2 separate regions of the Sus scrofa genome follow, and region 1 is linked to region 2. Evidence: chromatin contacts called from public promoter capture Hi-C data. All regions are on one chromosome and are shown on one strand. Each heading gives the region's core, a stretch centred on a gene start, on an enhancer-like site or on the middle of the called end of the contact. The rest is flanking DNA. Distances are from core to core; before and after follow the strand shown.

What was found. Promoter capture Hi-C pulls out the DNA fragments that hold promoters and counts their contacts.
Region 1: a contact with region 2 is called in a promoter capture Hi-C map of liver, with 7 times the contacts expected there. The contact joins the promoter of SEL1L here to the promoter of CEP128 in region 2. A contact is called at or near these places in 2 of 5 promoter capture datasets (fetal liver and liver), 5 of 47 Hi-C or Micro-C datasets (embryonic fibroblasts, heart right ventricle, psoas muscle and 2 more) and 2 of 2 datasets of contacts at active chromatin or transcription factors (alveolar macrophages and skeletal muscle).

What each region holds. Positions count from the first base shown.
Region 1 is chr7:104,279,717-104,285,675 of Sscrofa11.1, forward strand. SEL1L (protein sel-1 homolog 1) reads right to left here and starts at 3,534. Exons shown (of 21, transcript XM_021099584.1): 1 at 3,292-3,534. The coding sequence starts at 3,361.
Region 2 is chr7:103,755,712-103,761,717 of Sscrofa11.1, forward strand. CEP128 (centrosomal protein of 128 kDa) reads right to left here and starts at 4,612. Exons shown (of 27, transcript XM_021099567.1): 1 at 4,401-4,612; 2 at 2,144-2,255.

The DNA.
Region 1 (5,959 bases), core at 2,284-4,783, 520 kb after region 2:
ATATATACTCAGGTTACTGGTAAATAAGAGAATTCTTTCTCATTTAGTAAACTGAGAAAGCTTACTGCAGATGGTAATCCGAAAGTACAAGCTATTTTCTCTTTCAAACCAATATATTCATTCACACAATACTTTAAAAGAAGTTTCTTCTAATCTAGAAACTTCTGATGGGTGGTCAGGTAAAGATCAAAAATGCTGAAATTATGCATAGATAAAAAGAATATAGTAATGCTTTTACCAGAACACATACATCAAGCAACAAAAAAAATGCAAAAGGATTCCATGAAGAGTTACGGATTTCTCATTCAACAGTATCATATCTAAAATGCCACGGTTTACATTACTCTGGTAATCATATACCTTCCTTTGAAAAAGACCAATTTTCATTTTTATTATATTAGCTAACAAACTGCAAACTACCAGGGATATTCTTTCAGGGAAAAGTGATCATTACAAATTCATTTTCCAACTTGTCATGTAAATTAAACAGATAATACACCTTCAAACACAGAAAATCTTTAAAGTTTAGTGAAGAGACTAGATACCCTGTCTTCAGCTTTGCCACTGAATCTGTGCAGATTCTAGGATTCTGCTGATTTCTAATTACTATTTCCTAATTACTCCGAATCCAAGGCCTGGAGAACTGGGCTCAAAACCTAGTTTAATTACACACCAATGTTAACACACGTGGTTCAATATGGCAAGCTTGCTGAGCCTCCTTTTTCTCAATGTGTCAAAGGGGAATATCATCTGCCCTGTTGATTCTCAATAAAGTTTTAAGAAACAAAAGAAGAATGACATGAAACATCCTCTGTGATCTGAAATCTATTCTCTGACAATATGGTGCTAATTAATGCAACTGTTACCTGAAATACCTAGCAGTGGACCTAATTTAAAAGATTTTATAATATTATTTGGCATAAAGAAAAAAAAGTAAACCATTTTAAGCAGTAACCCACTTCCTATCAAAAATAAGAAAATATGTATTTCTGAGAGAAAAAGTTATAGCATTTTTCATTATTATCTTGAGAAAATAAAGAAATATCTTTCAAATCTCCTTTAAATTTATACACATTTCTAATAAAAGTATTATATTCTTACATGTCTTTAAGACAAGATACTAGATAATAGCTACTAACAATGTAAGGATCAAGATTTTCTTTGTTGTTTAATCATGTCCTAGCTGGCAATACATGCAACTTGCTCTGGGTACCTACTAACATTCAAACATTAAGTCGACACAAAATTATGACCCAAGAGTTGACTTTTAAATAGGAGTAAACCTTTAAATCCAAAGTAAAAATGAGGCTGATAGTCCATAAAAATAAGCAATTTAATCAATAAAAAAGTCCTGAAAATCCATTTACTCAATTTATACAACTTTATCTCATATAACAGTTTTATGATATTTGTACTTCATGTGAGGTTAGTAGTGCCTTTATCACTTGTCAGCATTAACATCTATATTGTTCTAGTTCTGGTTAAGATTTTTGCCTCTACCAGAGAAATGTTTTTTCTCTAGAAATTTGTTTCAACTGATGGAAATCAGAGCAGTCGTTTCATGAACGTAGTCCTCTGTTTATATCAACACAACCAAAGATTTAACACTTGGGTATTAATAGTCTCCTATTACAATAAACTGAGAATTCCAACTGATTAAAAGACTTCAAGTATCATCTCCACTGACATGGCACTTTAGATGTATGAAATCTAGTCAAACGAAGATGCAAGAAAATGTATGTTTTGACTTTCTTTAAATTCTGCAAACTGAATTCAGAAGGATATGTACCATGTTCTTTAAAACTAGTAGTTCTTACACTTTAGTGTGAAGAATCACTTGTGAAGCCTGTTAAACTACAGATGCCGCAACCTGTTCCAGACCTAAAACTGCATTTATAACAAACCCTTAAGAGGAATTCTGAGGCAGGTGGCTCACAGTCCTTAGGGTACTTTACTCACTACACTCAACCGTTTCATTCCATACCTCTTAGATCAAACTGCTAGCTAGCAGTGCTTCAGAAGTTACACAGTGTTTTAAAGATATGGTCATAAACACAAATCAACACTAAAAGGGGAGGTGGGGAGCAGACCTCAAAGCATGATGTTGGCAGGAAAGTAACTGGCATATGCTCGTTGCTTTTGAAATGGTATCTTAAGCTACATTATGGATAAAATTTTAGGTTTAGACCTCTTATTTTAGAAGCAGAATGACGTTACAGCATTGACTTACAACTAGGACAGATAATTTGAGGATTCAAATAACCATCTGGGAAATTTTCTGTTGGAAAAAAAGTTGACATTTATACCCTGCCTTGTTCCAAAAAAATTTAAAGCCACAGAACAGCTGTTTTGTGAACTGAAACTGATTAAAATTCAAAAGCTTTATTGTACTAATTGTTTCTCTACCAACAGTTAGAAACACTAAGTATTTCGTTACCAACACTCTCAAAATAGACGTTTTCAAGTGTAGGCAGATTAAACTATTAAAAAAAGGGAAATGATCATTTCAAGACCAGAGTATAAATCATCTAACTGGAAAATCAATTCAAAAGCATACGAATTTCTGTACCTACGTAAAAAGTTAAAACTAGATGCTATCCACTTTACATTTATTAAGCACCAAGATTTTTTTTCAGAAATGGTAGTTACTCTCAGAAAACATGGGGCAACTCAAACTGTGAGAGAGGTAAAAACCACTCTCTTAGGAGTATTTCTTTAAAATGGGTAGACAGTAGGCACAATTAAATAAAAAGTCTTCGTTTTTAGAGAGACAGAGACAAGACCACCTCAGTTGCTAAACAAACCCACCAAAAAACTGTGGACATCCTGGTTCTGATGGATCCGGCTCTGCCCAGTGACAACCCCAGGTGTGTCAATCACTAAATTTACAAATCCCAAATCCAGAGTTTCGAAACTGATGCAGCACACAATCTACACGAGCTTCGTGGAAGCTCCGGTAGAGCTCCTATGTCACTGGAGGTCTAAGCCAGCTGTCCGGATCATTCCCATGAAGCCAATTCCTCACTCGTGACGAGTCGTGTAAAGTTTGTGAAGTGAGGAGAGGTGTAGGCAGGGTGACCGCCCCTTCTTTTCCTCCCCTCTCACGCTCCCCTAAACACTTGCTCCGGCCCAGGCCAACCCAAGCCCCAGAAATGACAGCAAGTGACGAGCAAATGCGAGCTGTGACCAGAGAGAGTGGAGTCTCCAGCCGGAGCCCCCACGGCCCTGCCCCGGGATGGAGGCCGGGGGGCGGTGGCTCCTGGCCTCCAGTCCGAGGGGGCGGATACTGACCCGAAGACACCGAGGCCGAACCCAGCAGCACCACACACAGCAGCAGCGTCAGCCTGACCCCGACCCGCATCCTGCTCTCAGGGCCGCTGCACCCCCTGGAGCTGTCGCTTTCTGCCTCAGCCACCACCGACTCAGCCGCCGCCGCCGCCTCGCCGCTGTTCTTCCTGCTCTGGCCTCCTTCCTCCGCCCCTTCCCAGGCCTCCCTTCCCCAGCTCGCAGCCAATCTCCGCCCGCCGCCGCGGGCTCCTCGCCCAATCGCCGCGACCTTCCCGCCCACCTTATTGCCCCGCCTCCGGGGTCAGGCATTGGCCAATCATTATGCGAGCCCCTCACACCGGCTTTTCCGATTGGACCACGGTCTCACCGACATGGCCCCAGCTAATTGGTAGCTCCTGTGTCCTACCCTCCCGGAATCCGAGCAGGAGTCCAGGGTTGGGAAAAAATCGTCACTCAGGACTGCAATTCCCACAATGCACTTCATGGGCCTCTCTCGGTGTGTTCTCTTGGGAATCGTAGTCCATGGTGGGGGGGGGGGCAATGTTTAAAAGCGCTGGTGGCTCTTCAAGTTAAGAAAACTTAAACACTTGGGCTAGACACTAACTCAAGGCCGTGAACTCGCAGTTTTTTTGTTTTTGAGCCAAATAAATATAATGAAACACATTATAAGGTTAAGAGTTTGTAATGTATTCAGCTTTTCTTCCCCTTTGTTTTATTTAGAAAATTTGTATTGGATATAGATATCAGTACTGAGGAAAAATACAACAACAAGACTGAATTCGAGGTATTTTTTATCGTAAACGAAAACAATACCAGGATGGAACTCACTTGGTTTTCCTTTTCCCTAAACAAAAGGAAATAAACCCCACCTCGTACAGACCTTGTCAATGCTAGTATTCATTTTAACGGAGGGCTACCAGATAATAAGTGCCTGCGAAAAAGAGGCCAAAAGTCTTTACAAAACCCTTTCAAACGCCTGTACGCATTCCTTTTCTCTTGCATTCCGAGTTACATTGCTCCCTTCCTCATTGACTACCTAGATCCTACATTGACTACCTAGATCCTACATTGACTAGGTTCAGAAGTCTAGATTGATGTATTTGGAGATAAAGGTGACAGCGATTGCAGTGCAGGAGTGGAAATAGTCTTGTGTTATCAAGTACCAACTCCAGGCATGCTCCCACTATGTAATAGGGCAGTGGCTTGGTATTCCTGACCCTTCCTCAATTTGTGTCATTTTGCTTTGCTTAGTATCCAGCCACAGTCAGCTCTTAGATCTGGAACCTAGACAGCCTGAGTTCAGGGTTTTGGAGAAGTCCACACTGGCCAACATGTCTTGATACCCAACCTTATTTCATAGAAGAGGATTAAAAAAAACTATTACTCAACATTCACAATGGAGGAGATGAAGGAAAAATATTGTCCCGTGAAGAAGTGTGCTCTTTTTCACTACTATCTCTTTGGCACTCATCTCTCTTTCTATCACTAACACTGCTTCCTAAGAGGTCCTCTGGTTTTAAATCATAGAGTAAACTCTGGTATATTATGTGACCATTTTCCTCTTTCTCACGAAAACGTCCCTGCTGGCTCTAATTTTCCCTTAGTTGCCTGGTGTGCCCAAGTTCTAGCCATATTCACCCAAACCATTCTTTCTTCATTCTAACCTAAATCGTGCGCTGTGGCCACATTAACTTTCCTTAAACACTGCTTTCATATTCTTGTTCAAAAAATTTTAATGGCCACCTTTGCCACAGAATCAAAAAATACTAGGGCTTATATTGACAAAACAGAAACTTGTGCTGACAGTTCTACTTTCTTGGGGCAGTACTGGGGAAGAAACTTCTGCCTTCCACAGAAAAAGGCCTTCTGCCTTTTTTTTTTTTTTTTTTTTTCAGGCATACGGACATTCCCAGGCCAGGAATTGAACCCAAGTCATGGTTTCCACTGAGCCGTAATGGGAACTCCCAAAACAGTGATTATTTGATTGATAAGATTGGGAAATTTCACTGCTTGGTTAAGACCCAACTTTTTTTTTCATCTTTTTCTTTACTGAGTCCTTCTTATCCTTAAAGTCCTGTGCTTCAGAAGTTCCCTTGTGGCACAACAGAAAAGAATCTGACTGGTATCCATGAGGACGTGGGTTTGATCCCTGGCCTTGCTCAGTGTGTTAAGGATTCAGCATTGCTGTGAGCTGTGGTGTAGGTCGCAGATATGGCTTGGATCCGGTGTTGCTGTGGCTGTGATATAGGCTGGCAGCTGTAGCTCCAATTTGACCCCTAGCCTGGGAACTTCCACATGTCTCCGGTGCAGCCTTAAAAAAAAAAAAAAATCCTGTACTACAAAGACTAATGTCTAACTTCTCTTTTACTGTTTTCCAGATTTGCAAATTAACGCTCACTTGCCTTTTCAGAGGCTCCCTTATCCTCTCCCCACTGCCCTTGCTCCTTCTTCTTAGCTACAACCCTGTCATCTTTCCAATTTTACTTGCATTTCATCTTGGCTGAGCCTTCTCTGCTCAGGCCAGTCCTTATTAATCCTCATTTCTACAAGTGTTTAGAGAACAGTCACAAACTTGCTTTCTAAATGGATTGTAGCTTGCTGAGGCCAAAGGCAATTATATAATTCAGTGTATAAGTATATAGCATTGGACTTGTCACCTACCAGCACTAGA
Region 2 (6,006 bases), core at 3,362-5,861:
TCATAAGCTAATCCATTTTTGCCATTTTAAACCTTCACTCTCACATAATCAAGCTTTTTTTTTTTTTTTTTTTGCCATTTCTTGGGCTGCTCCCATGGCATATGGAGGTTCCCAGGCTAGGGGTTGAATCGGAGCTGTAGCCTCCGGTCTATGGCAGCAACATGGAATCCAAGCCGCATCCGCAACCTACACCACAGCTCACAGCAACACCGGATCCTTAACTGACTGAGCAAGGTCAGGGATCAAACCTGCAACCTCATGGTTCCTAGTCGGATTCGTTTCCACTGCCCCACGATGGGAACTCCTTTCTGTGGTTCTTTTGTTAAGGGAAAGGTGGCTTGATGAGGGTCTTGAACTCCTGATTCAAGAAGCTAGATCCCATCACCTAGACTAGTGCACCACAACAGGAACGCTAAGCTTCTTCCTTCTTTCTACAGTCTATAAAACTATCTCTTCTCCCTTTAAAATAATAATCACAGTTCACTTCTTCCACGATGTCTTATTTAAAAGTCTAATTCACTTATCCATCCATCTATGACCTCATTCATTCAATGAGAACCTGTTTCATGGCAAACACTGTTCTTAGAGCAGATTCTCAATGTTTATCAGCTAAATGAATTAATCTAACAGCAAATATTGCCATCTCCCAAAAAATCCAAGTACCAGCATTGAACATCTGTACAAAAGGTTATATGAATTTCTGTGTTAACATCTGATAAAGGCCTGATAAGCCTTGTTTGTACCTATGAAAAAAAGATCCTACCACTGTCTTTTTTTTTTTAACCACTGATCCTACCTTAAATCTTGCTGTAAGAATATTGACTAGGGTAGCTTTTCTAAAGACTAATCTGGCAAGTAAAAATAAGTAATATGCACATGTTTTGACACAGATTCTACTTCTATGAATACTATCCTAGGAAAACAAAAGGAGATGTATGTTAAAGATATATATACACATCATATGTGTAGATGGAGGTAAAAGAGCTTCACTGCTCAATTATTTAGTTGTAAAAAATTAAAAACCACAGATCCACTGATAAGGCATAAATTAAATGCATCTAGTCATTTGGGATATTATGTAGCAGTTTAAAAGAGATAAGGTAAAATTTTATATGCTGACAAAAAAATAAATTATTATAAGAAAGAAAAACCTACTATAGAACAGTATGAACATACACACTATATAGTATGAATAGTATCGAAATATTTAATATTAGAATTAACCCAGTGATCTTATTGCATGGATAACAGTAAATCTACTCTAGGTTATTTTTATATTATTTCCAAATGTGTCAAGACTGAAGTTTAAAATTTCTGGACTGAATTATATCATATCAAGCCTCTCCAGCTCTAATAGTCTTTAATTCCAAGAGGTTTTTACACACCTATCTCAGACAAAGTATTACTACATGGCCCCAGTGGGTCTTCCCTATACATTTTATTTAAGTGCCCTTTATCAAAATGCAATGTTAAAACACTAAAAAGTGTCCAGAATTTTAAATCTATGTTGTAAAACATGAATTAACACTATTCACTTGATAACCAATGACAATTCGTTTTCCACATATACATTTTATGGAAATTGTGAATACAATTATCTATCTCAATTTTAATGTAAAGACCATTATACCTTGAAAAAACTAAGAAAGATAAGAGAATTATTTGAATATTTAAATATGTAAATTAAAAGTAAACTTTGCTAATATAGTGCACAATCTAAAAATATTAACCTTAAGTTAAATCCTATTAGAGGGCAATCAGAGATACAATGTGGCCTCTGTGTAGTGGGCAGGACCGGAATTTGGAGTCTGAAGAAACTTGAGCCTCAACTGCCTCATTTATAAAATGAAGATAAGCATAATAAATATCATGCAAAAGATGCCTGATATAGTGCCTGAGACAAAATAGGTTCTCAAATACTTGTCTAATGAAACAGATGCATCACTGTTGCTTTTAATAAGATATCTAGTTTGTTCCCCTGAATTTCTGTAACAATACAGTTACAACTATCCTATTTATTTGGATAATGTATGTTAGAAAGGGATTTCTTGCCCCTTAAAAGCCTATTTGTTGACATATTCTTTTCCACTATAAATACGCAAAAATGTCTCATCTCAATAAATCAGGGAGGAAGCATACTTACAAAGCACACCCAGCACATATGTCTGCCTCCTATCATTTCTTCATGAGGTTCAGGGCAAAAGGCCTAGTCAAGTGGATGATCTTTGGTTGCCCCTGTACTTCCCCCAAACCACCTACAGATAAATGAAACAAGGGGATAAAACATATCTACAACCTTAATTTTTTAAAAACAATTAAAGAAAAAATAAGCTCACCCTCTGTGTATGGTTTGTGTACACAGCAGAGAATATATATCATAAACCAGAGAACAGAGAAGATGCTCCTTGGATCATGTGAAAGCCCCACTGAAGTCACAGGAATGCTTCACATACAAGTGCCCAGCCAGTATACTTCTCACTGGAGAATTCCACCCATACCTGGCCATCCCTTGGACTGACTAGATCATGTCACAATGTGAACTGTAGCCCAAGTCTAGTCAAAGATACTATTCCTAAGCATGTCTATCAGTGTTAAATGTTAAACTAAGGCAGGTAATGAAATCAACATATTACTCGTGAATTTGATGGGCCAAATTGTTTTTTGTGTGTTTGTTCGCTTGTTTTGCTTTTTAGGGCTGCACCCACTGCAGATGGAAGTTCCCAGGCTAAGCAGTCGAATTGGAGCTGCAACTGCTGGACTCCGCCATAGTCAGAGCAACATGAGATCCAAGCTGCTTCTGTGACCTACACCACAGCTCTCCCACGGGAACACTGGATCCCCAACCCACAGAGTATCGAGGACAGGGACCTAACAAATATTCTCATGGATACTAATCGGATTCGTTTCTGCTGTGCCATGATGGGAACTCCCTCAATTGTATTTCTAAGGCAGTAAATGAACTATGTGCTAGTACACCCAAAGGAAATATTTTATAACTGCCCAGATCTTCTTACGTTAGTATTGCAATTAAATAAGTAAAAATAAAATGCCTTTGGTTGTCAGAGCTATGGACAGAAATATTTTCCATTTTTTGTGACTACTTTCAAAGCAGTTTGTAAGAATCCACAGAAAGTTATCCAGTAAACTGGTAGTTGTCCACATAAAAAGTGGATCTGGAAAACATCCATAAACCACTCCAACAAAAAAAGGTATTCTGTTAATCAACAAGTCAAGACAGAATTCAAAGTGACCCAAGTCATGCAATGGCAGAGAGGACACAGGTCTGATACAAATTTCACTCTTAACAAAGCAGCAAAGTTCACCGCATGAGTCATAGGCACACCCAAATTTATCTGTGCAAACATAAAACTACAAAAAATTTAATCTTCTATCTATGCTGTCCAATACAGTGGTCACTAGCCATATGTGGCTAATAAGCTTTTGAAATCTGGTCAGTTTGAAGTGATGTGTGCTATAAACTTAAACTACACACAACTGCTTAGTACCTTTTTTTTTTTCCTAAGTTTTTTAGTATGTAAAATGTCTCAAGTTTCTTATTGACAACATGTTGAAATGAAAACATTCTGGATACATTGTACCAAACTATTTACAAAGTAATTTCACCAGCTTCTTTTTACTTATTGAGTGTGGGTACTAGAAAATTTAAATTTGCCTGTGTGGCTCACACTACGTTTTTACAGCACAGGTCTGCATAATTAAAAATAAATAAATACTGAGCACTTCCAATGGGCCAGGCCCTGTATTAGAAATTTTACATAATACTTGGCACAAGGCTACAAAGCCTATGTGAAAGTGACAAAGCGCCATCAAACCAATAAAGGATGTCGCTGGAATTCAGTATCAGGTGTTCCTACAAAATAATTCAAGGAATTGTTAGCAGATGACGTTAGGGCAACAGCCATATAGTCAAAAGAAGGACAAGTCACCGATACAGCATTCCCAAGGGTAGCAAATTTTTGCGATTCTAAAACAGGTACAAAACGTCAAATTATATCGCAGGCCCGGCAAAAGTACACGTAAGGAGGGTGGCAAGAACGAGGCTAACTCCTTGACAGCTCAAGCTTTACTGCTACTAGCGGCAGTACAAGCTGCTCTCAAAAAAGGACAACCAAGTTGAAATTCCCTGTTTAACCTGCCCAGGACCTGACTGTGGACATCCACGCCAAGGGCGGGGTCACCGGGATGCCAGGCACGCCATCTCCCCCAACTTTTACACATACACCACCCACCCAGGGCCCTATCCCAAATCTCTGCGTAGATCTGACGTCCCCACCACGGGGAAGAGGGGAAGCGGGAACCTAACATCTACGATAAGACAGGGAAGTGGTTTAAAAAAAAAAAAAAAAAAAAAGGCGAGGGGACGGTTTGGGGGCAGGTACCTGCGATAGAAGAGGACCCCGGGCCCTTAATGCCGGATCATCGCCAAGGCCCCACAGGGCTCCCGCGTCCACCAGCGACCCAGAAGGTGTAACTGACCAGACGCCGCGGCACAACCGACTCAACTCTCCTCAGACTCGCAGCTATGGCAACTTGAACTAGCCGCCCAGCCGCAGCAAGTGTACCGAGCCCCGCTGCTACCGCTTGGCCCTCTGGGAGTTGTAGTCCCTCATGCTCAAAAGCAAGGAGTTACTAAGGAAGATCGGCACCAAGAGAAACTGCATTTCCCAGGATGCCATACGACTGGCCTTCTCTTAACTTAACCGGAAGAAGCCGGATTTGCAGGCACCTGAGTCCCTCGGCCGCACCCTCCTGCCCTGCTCTTTTTTTTTTAAAGGGCCAGTTGCTTCTAAAGAGGCAAACACCAGAGAGTGAATTAGAGAGCTGACGCTAACATAGTCATAAAAGCCTAAAATATTTACTTTGTGAACAATAACAATTCAAATTAGTTGCAATACTAACATAAATTATGTTTCTTTTACTCCTTGGGGAACAGGAAAAATTTCCAGCAGCGAAATGTAAAAATCCCCTAATACCAGGGCACAATGTCTTTTTCTGAAGGTTCATAAATTCTTAGAACTGGAAAGGAACAGAGAAGATTATCTAATCAAATCCTTTAGGCCCGGAAAGAGTAAGTGACTCGCCTAAAACCACATAGCTCATTCATGGCAAACACAAAGTACATGAAGCTGTCACTTCATGGCTGCTGCTACCTTCAGTGTAGGGTTGTCATCTCCTCGGTCCTTCTAGAGCGTGAGAGAGACACACTCCACTCAGAGAAGTGGTTTCAGTCCTGAAAAGGTAATAACAAAAACCTCAAATAAAACAAATAATTGAACTTTGCAAAAGCTAAGTGAAAATTAAATTAGGTGGAGCATTCTTTCTGCTCCCCCCAAAAGACCATCGATTCTTTCTTCCTCAAGGCTAAAATCAAATTTTACTTTATCTGTGAAAGCTTTACCTTAAGAAGAGCTAGCTCACATTTTTAAACTACACAGTTTCCCTATTCTAATAAGTTTGTACCGTAATCATCTGTTTCCCAGTTGGTCTCCTCTGCCACACTCTAAGTCTTTCAAACACAGAGACTAACCTTTTAAAACTGTTCTCTCCCTTCTCAGCTTTTCCCCACTTCACACTCTCCCTTTCTATTTCCCTCTTTCTCTCCTCCTCCCCCAGCCATACACACACACACACACACACAAAAATCATAAATAATGTATTAGAATCATTCAGATATTTGCTCTAGTCATCACTGAGCAGTAGTTTATTTTATATTCAGTTTGAACATAAAATAATTCTTCTTAAGATCTCCCTGTGTATCTGCATCTATCTTCATGCTGTTTGCTGAAAGACGTGATTCAAGAATACACTCCACTTAATACATAAATTAAGATAATTCAGAACAGCCTTAAATTTTCCAAATATGCATGTGGAAGTATAATAATAACTCTTTAACATTTTAATTTTTCCAAAAAATGTATTTATTTAAATCAGCAAATGTATACTGAATCTTTCTATAATCCATTGTATAAGACACCGAAGGTACAG